Regions from separate parts of the Lactuca sativa genome. Here region 1 is linked to region 2. A link is a contact called in public Hi-C data. All regions are on one chromosome and are shown on one strand. The core of a region is the stretch at or near the end of the contact, and the rest is flanking DNA. Distances in the headings are between cores, read along the strand shown.

Region 1 (3,080 bases), core at 407-2,906, 410 kb after region 2:
GACCAATCTTGATTTGACTTTCTTTGATGGAAGATCTGGTTTATGTGGACCCCCTTCAGCTTTTGAGTTGACATTCAACTCAGAAGCCAGCGTAGGGGGCTCAGATCTTTTGTTGACCAATTTTGCTGCATAGTTATCGCGTCAATTAACATTTAAAAAAAAAAAGAAAAAAAGAAAAGTGGTTTAAGTTGAATTGATGATGATGACAAACCTTGAGTCTTGTGATTTTTATTTGTATTGTGGTTTAAAAGGTTATGAGCATCATCAACTTGTTTTGATTCATTCGCCCTTACAATATAAACCTAAAAATAGGTCAAAAAAATTGATTAACTACTGAAAAATTACATTTTGATGTTTTATATTTTGCTTTAACAAGTCAAAAAAATTTCGATACTAATTGAATTGCTACATAATATAATTAAAATCGACAGATAAAAGAGCAAGATTTGTACCTTAAATTTGTTGGATTCAACTAACTGGAAAACCAAAACATCTCCTTCAAGCAATTTATGTGCAATTGCAAAGTTCCTCCATCCTGCACTAAGTCCAGTCTTATGAGCAATATATTTAAGCTTATATTGTTGTCCATTTTCATCTTCAATCACCATTAAAGTTTCTTGTTTTGGTAGAAATGATCTGCAGAAAGGCACTGGAAGACCCTGCAAACAGAAATTTATTATAAAAATAGAAAGAAATTTCACAAGTTATATAGTGAAATTAGTCAAATTACCATCCAAAAACAACTAACAACATGTGATTTGAGCATGATTTTTTTAAAGCTAGGATGATCAGATCCAAGGCTTGATTGAAGCTCCCCTGCTCGAATCATAGTTGGTGAGATTTGGGCTGGAGTATCCGATGGATCATGCTTCGCCTGATAATGAAAACAGTAATCTTTTTCAACTATGTGTTAACGTAACTGAAATTAATCACTTCATTCATGGTGTTAGGGTTTTTCATCAACAGTTTTGGGGGTTTGTACTAAAAACCATAAATTCTAGCTTGATAAACATCACAGTATGAACAGATCGCGAAGTATTTAACTATCGTAACGATTATGAAGTTTTGATGTTGAGAATTTTGACTATCGAAACTCGTAATGTTAGATAATTCCGTTGTAGAATAGATGAAACACAACAATTTAAGAAAACAAACTCGAAATCTGATCAGTGATCACCTTATGTTTTGAAGATGAACGTTTCTTCTCTGCATTGTTTGAAGGAAAATCATATCTCGAGGTCTTCAACCTCTTTCGTTTACCCTGTGATTAACACAACCAGATCTAACCATTAATGAATCAAATTATGCAGACACAATAAGAAATTGTGTAAATATGTGTAGAAAGAGAGGGAGAGAGAGAGAGAGAGAGAGAGAGAGAGAGAGAGAGAGAGACCGATAATTTAGTTAATGGTGTGATAGGAGCAAAAGGAAAGGGTAACGATGGTGGTAGTTGAGCGATAGTCACAAGAGCATCTAATGAATTGGGGGTTTTCAGTTCATTATTTGCGAGTTGAAGATCGGAACTTCCTTCATCACTCGTCGGAGAATCTGACATCGTTCGGAGAGGACGAAGAATCATCAACAGGTCCGCGGTGGAAGAACACTCTCTTGAAGCTTTTACACTTTTCTTTACCCAACAAAGACTATTTTTTTGTCGGAAAAATATCATTGATTTTCTGCATTTTTACCTAAAAAATATCATTCATTACCCAACATTATTTACGTATATTATAAATATAATTTTTTATTTTTTTTAGATGTTTACAAAATTTATTATAAAAAAATTATTATCATAATTTAAAAAAAAAAAATAACTATTTTACCTTTTTTTTCAAATTATTAACTGCTTAAAATGTTTTTATAATTATCTAATTTATTTTAAAAAATATTTTATAAAACTCTATCATTCAATTTGCTATTTTTAATCAAAATGTATTTTTTAAAATATTATATTACAATAACATTTAGTATAATAAATATATTACTGTACGTGAAACTAAACAAAGTAATTCTAAATCTAGAGTTTAAAGAAGAGTTTATATTTTACTTTTTTTGTATAACAATAGAATAAAAAACATTACACAACTATAACCATATATGGTAAAAATATTATATGACTGTTACGAATTAAATATTTAATATTAAAGATCAAGATTAACCAAATTAGTTAGTAAAAAATATTTGAGGATTAAATATAAGATTTATTTATTAAAATGACCATAAAAGGTGTACTTGTATTTCTAGATAACCAATGAGACTTTATTTACTAAAAAAAACAACCACTAACCTGTGGATTGATCACCATAAATTAGCGATATTATGGTTTTCAAGTCTTAGCTCGATATTACGTACAATTGGTTACATTATTAGTTTGCGAAAAAAAAAAAAACATTTTGTATACTTGCAAGTTATGTTAATATCAGGAGAAAAACTACTGCAATACAAAATATATCACCAAAACGTTCATAAAAGATGTTTAATAAAGAAAACAATGCAAACACAGATGGTGATCTAGTACATATTTGTTGGAAATATGTTTATGGTCACAAAAAGTTAATGATTTTTCATAATTAGTAATATTTTTTTGGATTACATACAGAATACGATTTACAAAAGAAAAACCAAAGGGAATAGTGTATTAATATATTATACTATAGGTTAATTAGAAACTAGTAAACTTTAAAAGATCAACTTTACCATTCCACACAAGAGTAAATACTTGATCTACACCATAAGTTGAATTACTATTTTATGCTAAAAGTTGCTAGAACAAGATTTGTAGTGGGTCATCATATTTAAGTTCTAATTTTTGTGTTTTCTTTGCTATGTGCTTTTATGATCATTATAATCTTAAAATATCATGAATTATATTCAAATTCATAATTATCTTTGCTTTTACATATTTTACATCTCTCTTATTTTACAAAATCACTAATAATCTTGTTTGTTTTTTATTGTTTTGATTTAACTATAAATTTTTGTCGATACACAAAAAGACAACCAAGCAACTGATGATTAATTTACTTATAGTCTCAGGACCCGTTTGATATGCGTCCAGGTCCAAACAGATTTTTCTGGTT
Region 2 (3,469 bases), core at 697-3,196:
AATTGATGATTAATTATTTAAGAAAAAAATAAAATGAAGAATATTATTAAATGAAAATAGAGTAGGGGTAAAAAGAACCTAATAAAAAATAATTTTGTCATATTTAAGAACCTTTTTTTAATTTTTGTTTTCACTTTTCATAGAACTTTGGACTATTTTTTATTGTTTTGTTTTGTTTTTTTTTTTTCTTTTGTCTTCGTGTCATTTTAAAGAAGTAAACACATAATACATGGGGACGATGTGGTGCTCGAATAGACCGCTGAGAAGAGGCACAGAGACGAATCAACTTGTGGAGTTGCACATGAAATTGAGATTGTAAGGTTGACTTCATCTATTAGTTCTTGGAGTTTTAAAGATAATGCAAATGGATATTTCTTGGTTAGCATATTAGGAATGTGCATGGGTGATTTTGACTCCAGAAGCCTTGATATCTCTTTCAATTGGATTAATTGTATCTCATTGAAAGTGAATTGTTTTGTTTGGAGAAGTAGTTTTGTGCTTGGTCGAGACTTGACTTATAGGTGTTGCCCTTGTGAGCTTTTCTTCATTCATTTCGACGTTATTTGAAAGGTTGACAAAAGGAGATGTAAATTGTTTTTTTTTGGCTTATATAGTGTTGTGGCCTTTATGGAAAGTTAGGAACGATATCATTTTCAAAAAGCAGAGGTGCAATCTGATGAGAACGATGGATGATATTCAATTTTCTGACTTTCAATTAGATTAAGTATATAGCTAAATTGCCGAGGTAATGTTAGTTTGATTGGTTTATTAATCATACTATACTATGTGCTATATAATTTTCTAGCTTCTTTAGTTTTAATGTTATTGTCGTTATAAAAGAAACTATTTAGAATATCGACCCTATTAAGTGTTGTAATGAACTCAAGAATTGTCTTTATGTTCCAACTTTTTATTAGATAACTTCGATTAGGTAGCAACCTTTGTCAACTTTAGCTACTTTGCAACATTTGGAACTTTTACTACTTCTCACACGGTAAAAACGTGAGAGATGATCATGACTCGAGAATTGGTGAGACGATAGAGACAAAAGATGAACGAAACTAAAGAAGTGGTTGAATACTGGTGCCATCAACTCGACATACCGTCGACTTGGATAATCGAGTACGAAATGCTAGGAGCTTGAGAGTCCAACTTTGCAATTTTAATTATGAAAGTAATATATATCAATATTATGGATTATGATGTAAACACTGATTACATAACCAACTTCGTATTTATAATATCACATATAATATTCAAATATAATTTTAAAAATTGTATATATTAATAACAAAATTATAAATATTATAAAAATATAAAAGATTCGATGTAAGATAATAAAATCGAATAATTAGATTGAAATAAACTTAATATCGTCACAATATCAAACTCAAATATTTTTATAGATTTTTTTTTCTATACCTCAATTAGGATTATGTAGCAAAAACCATTGCAAAAGTTTCATGTTCGAGTTTTTTTTTTGTGGGATAATAACTTAGGAGGGTAATTAGGTTTTTAGTTTGTCCGTATTAGGTCATTAAGGTTTTTTTTTTTTTTTTTTTTTTTTTTTTTTTTTTTTTTTATGCGTATTAGACCAATATGGTTGTTATCATCCTTTAGAAATAGTCATTTTTACCGGTTAAACAGAAAGAAACCGATAAAAAAGACTATTTCTAAACAGTAATAACAATCATATTGGTATAATACGCACAAAAAAAACCTTAATAATCTAATACAGACAAACTAAAAACCTAATTACCTCCTAAAGTCATTATCCCTTTCTTTTTCTCTCCATCCACATGGCTTGTTTATAAATTATAAGTTATAACTCATTTTTAAAAGGGCAAAAATCCAAGTGATAAGGACCTTTATAGAAAAAATAGAAAGAAAAAAGAGTAAATATGACAATTAATTAATCCTAAGAACTACTTTTGTAAACTACTTAAAATAAGTCACGATGCTCGACGAACTGGTAAAACCTTATTGCCTGACTGCGTTGCAAAGAGAAGGATCGGTAGGGTTTTCTTTCGCCGGAGTTTCTCGCCGGAGATGGAGTTAATGGAGGCATCTTCACATCCTTCTCCTGCTCCCGCTTCTATTAGGTATCGGAATCTGATTTTTTCACTGTAATTCATTTGTTGATTCGAAACTATTTTGTTTTCACAGCTAGAGCGACAATGTATAGAGAAGCTAATTTGATGAATCATGTTGTGTATATTGCAGTCCACAACGCCATTTCTATCTCGCCGTCGACAGAATCCAGTTTAAGATGGTCCATCTCTTGCTCTATTTACGTTTCAGTTAAGAAAAATCGTTTCTTATTCGGAATCATCAATTCATTTTATCCCCTTTATAAAATTCAACCACATACACGACTTTCTATCTCCATGTTCATTTAGATCTTTCCTCAATTTTATCCCGAAAAATCCTTCATCTTTCATATTAAGTTCAATTCTCAATCCGGAGGTGAAAATTGTGTATTTTTTCAACTATAATCCGATTCGTAGTTCAATATTTCTCTGCAATTTGGAAGTATATACGACATTCATGGAGAAAATTCGAGATTGTTATTGAAGCTTTTAGTGAAAATCGACAGGAGACATTGGTGGATCTATTAGAAATGGCAGGGCGTCGGCCATGGCTGCCAATGGTGGTTTGTTGCAGCACACGAGATGAGCTTGATGCTGTTTGTTCTTCCATCTCCAACATCTCTTACATCACTGTTACACCTCTGGTATTTCATCTGCCTTTTTCTCTTATGATCTTTGCATTCAAGGTCAATAATTTACATTCTATCATCATTTTCTGAACCTTTTCTTCTCAGTATAGTGACCTTACTGAAGCTGAACGTGCATTGATTCTAGATAAATTTCGCTATGCAACAACAAAATGGAATCAAAATTCAGCATCCATTCAATCTGGAGATGAAAAGGAAGAACAGAAATCTCATATGATAGTTGCAACTGATTCTTGTCTTCCTCTTCTTGCTTCAGGAGAATCATCCATCAGTTCTAGTGTTCTTATAAACTATGAACTCCCAACAAAAAAGGTACTTTTATACAATTATATGAACCACATTTTATAAATGGATCCAATTTGATAAACGATTTTTGAATTGTGATATTTATCAGGAAACATATATGAGGCGAATGACAACATGTTTGGCTACAGGTTTTTTCCATATCTTTTTTTTTTAATTAATACATCTTACTTATTAATTAATAATTATATAAAAATAATATCTTAAGTTAAAAGTTATGTTGTTGAATAATGTAGATGGGATTGTGATTAACATGGTTGTTGGGGGAGAAGTGGTGGCACTTAAAACCATTGAGGAAAGCAGCAATCTTGTGATTGCAGAAATGCCAATAAATGTAAGTTTTTGTTATTCTTTTTTAATATTTTCATTTTTTTAATACAAACCAAAGATTTTTCTTGCTTGAATATTTGAATTTGGTTTTGTGTTTTT

The links. A called contact is a pair of places that touch in the nucleus more often than the background predicts.
Region 1: a contact with region 2 is called in a Hi-C map of seed, with 5 times the contacts expected there. The contact joins the promoter of LOC111916477 here to the promoter of LOC111916476 in region 2. A contact is called at or near these places in 2 of 4 Hi-C or Micro-C datasets (leaf and seed).

Annotation. Positions count from the first base shown.
Region 1 is chr4:367,243,091-367,246,170 of Lsat_Salinas_v11, forward strand. LOC111916477 (B3 domain-containing protein Os01g0234100) reads right to left here and starts at 1,657. Exons shown (of 6, transcript XM_023912144.3): 1 at 1,394-1,657; 2 at 1,178-1,261; 3 at 731-874; 4 at 453-659; 5 at 212-302; 6 at 1-125. The coding sequence starts at 1,579.
Region 2 is chr4:366,832,495-366,835,963 of Lsat_Salinas_v11, forward strand. It overlaps LOC111916476 (ATP-dependent RNA helicase eIF4A), which reads left to right and starts at 1,947. Exons shown (of 7, transcript XM_023912143.3): 1 at 1,947-2,102; 2 at 2,224-2,272; 3 at 2,597-2,734; 4 at 2,825-3,049; 5 at 3,132-3,171; 6 at 3,277-3,374. The coding sequence starts at 2,050.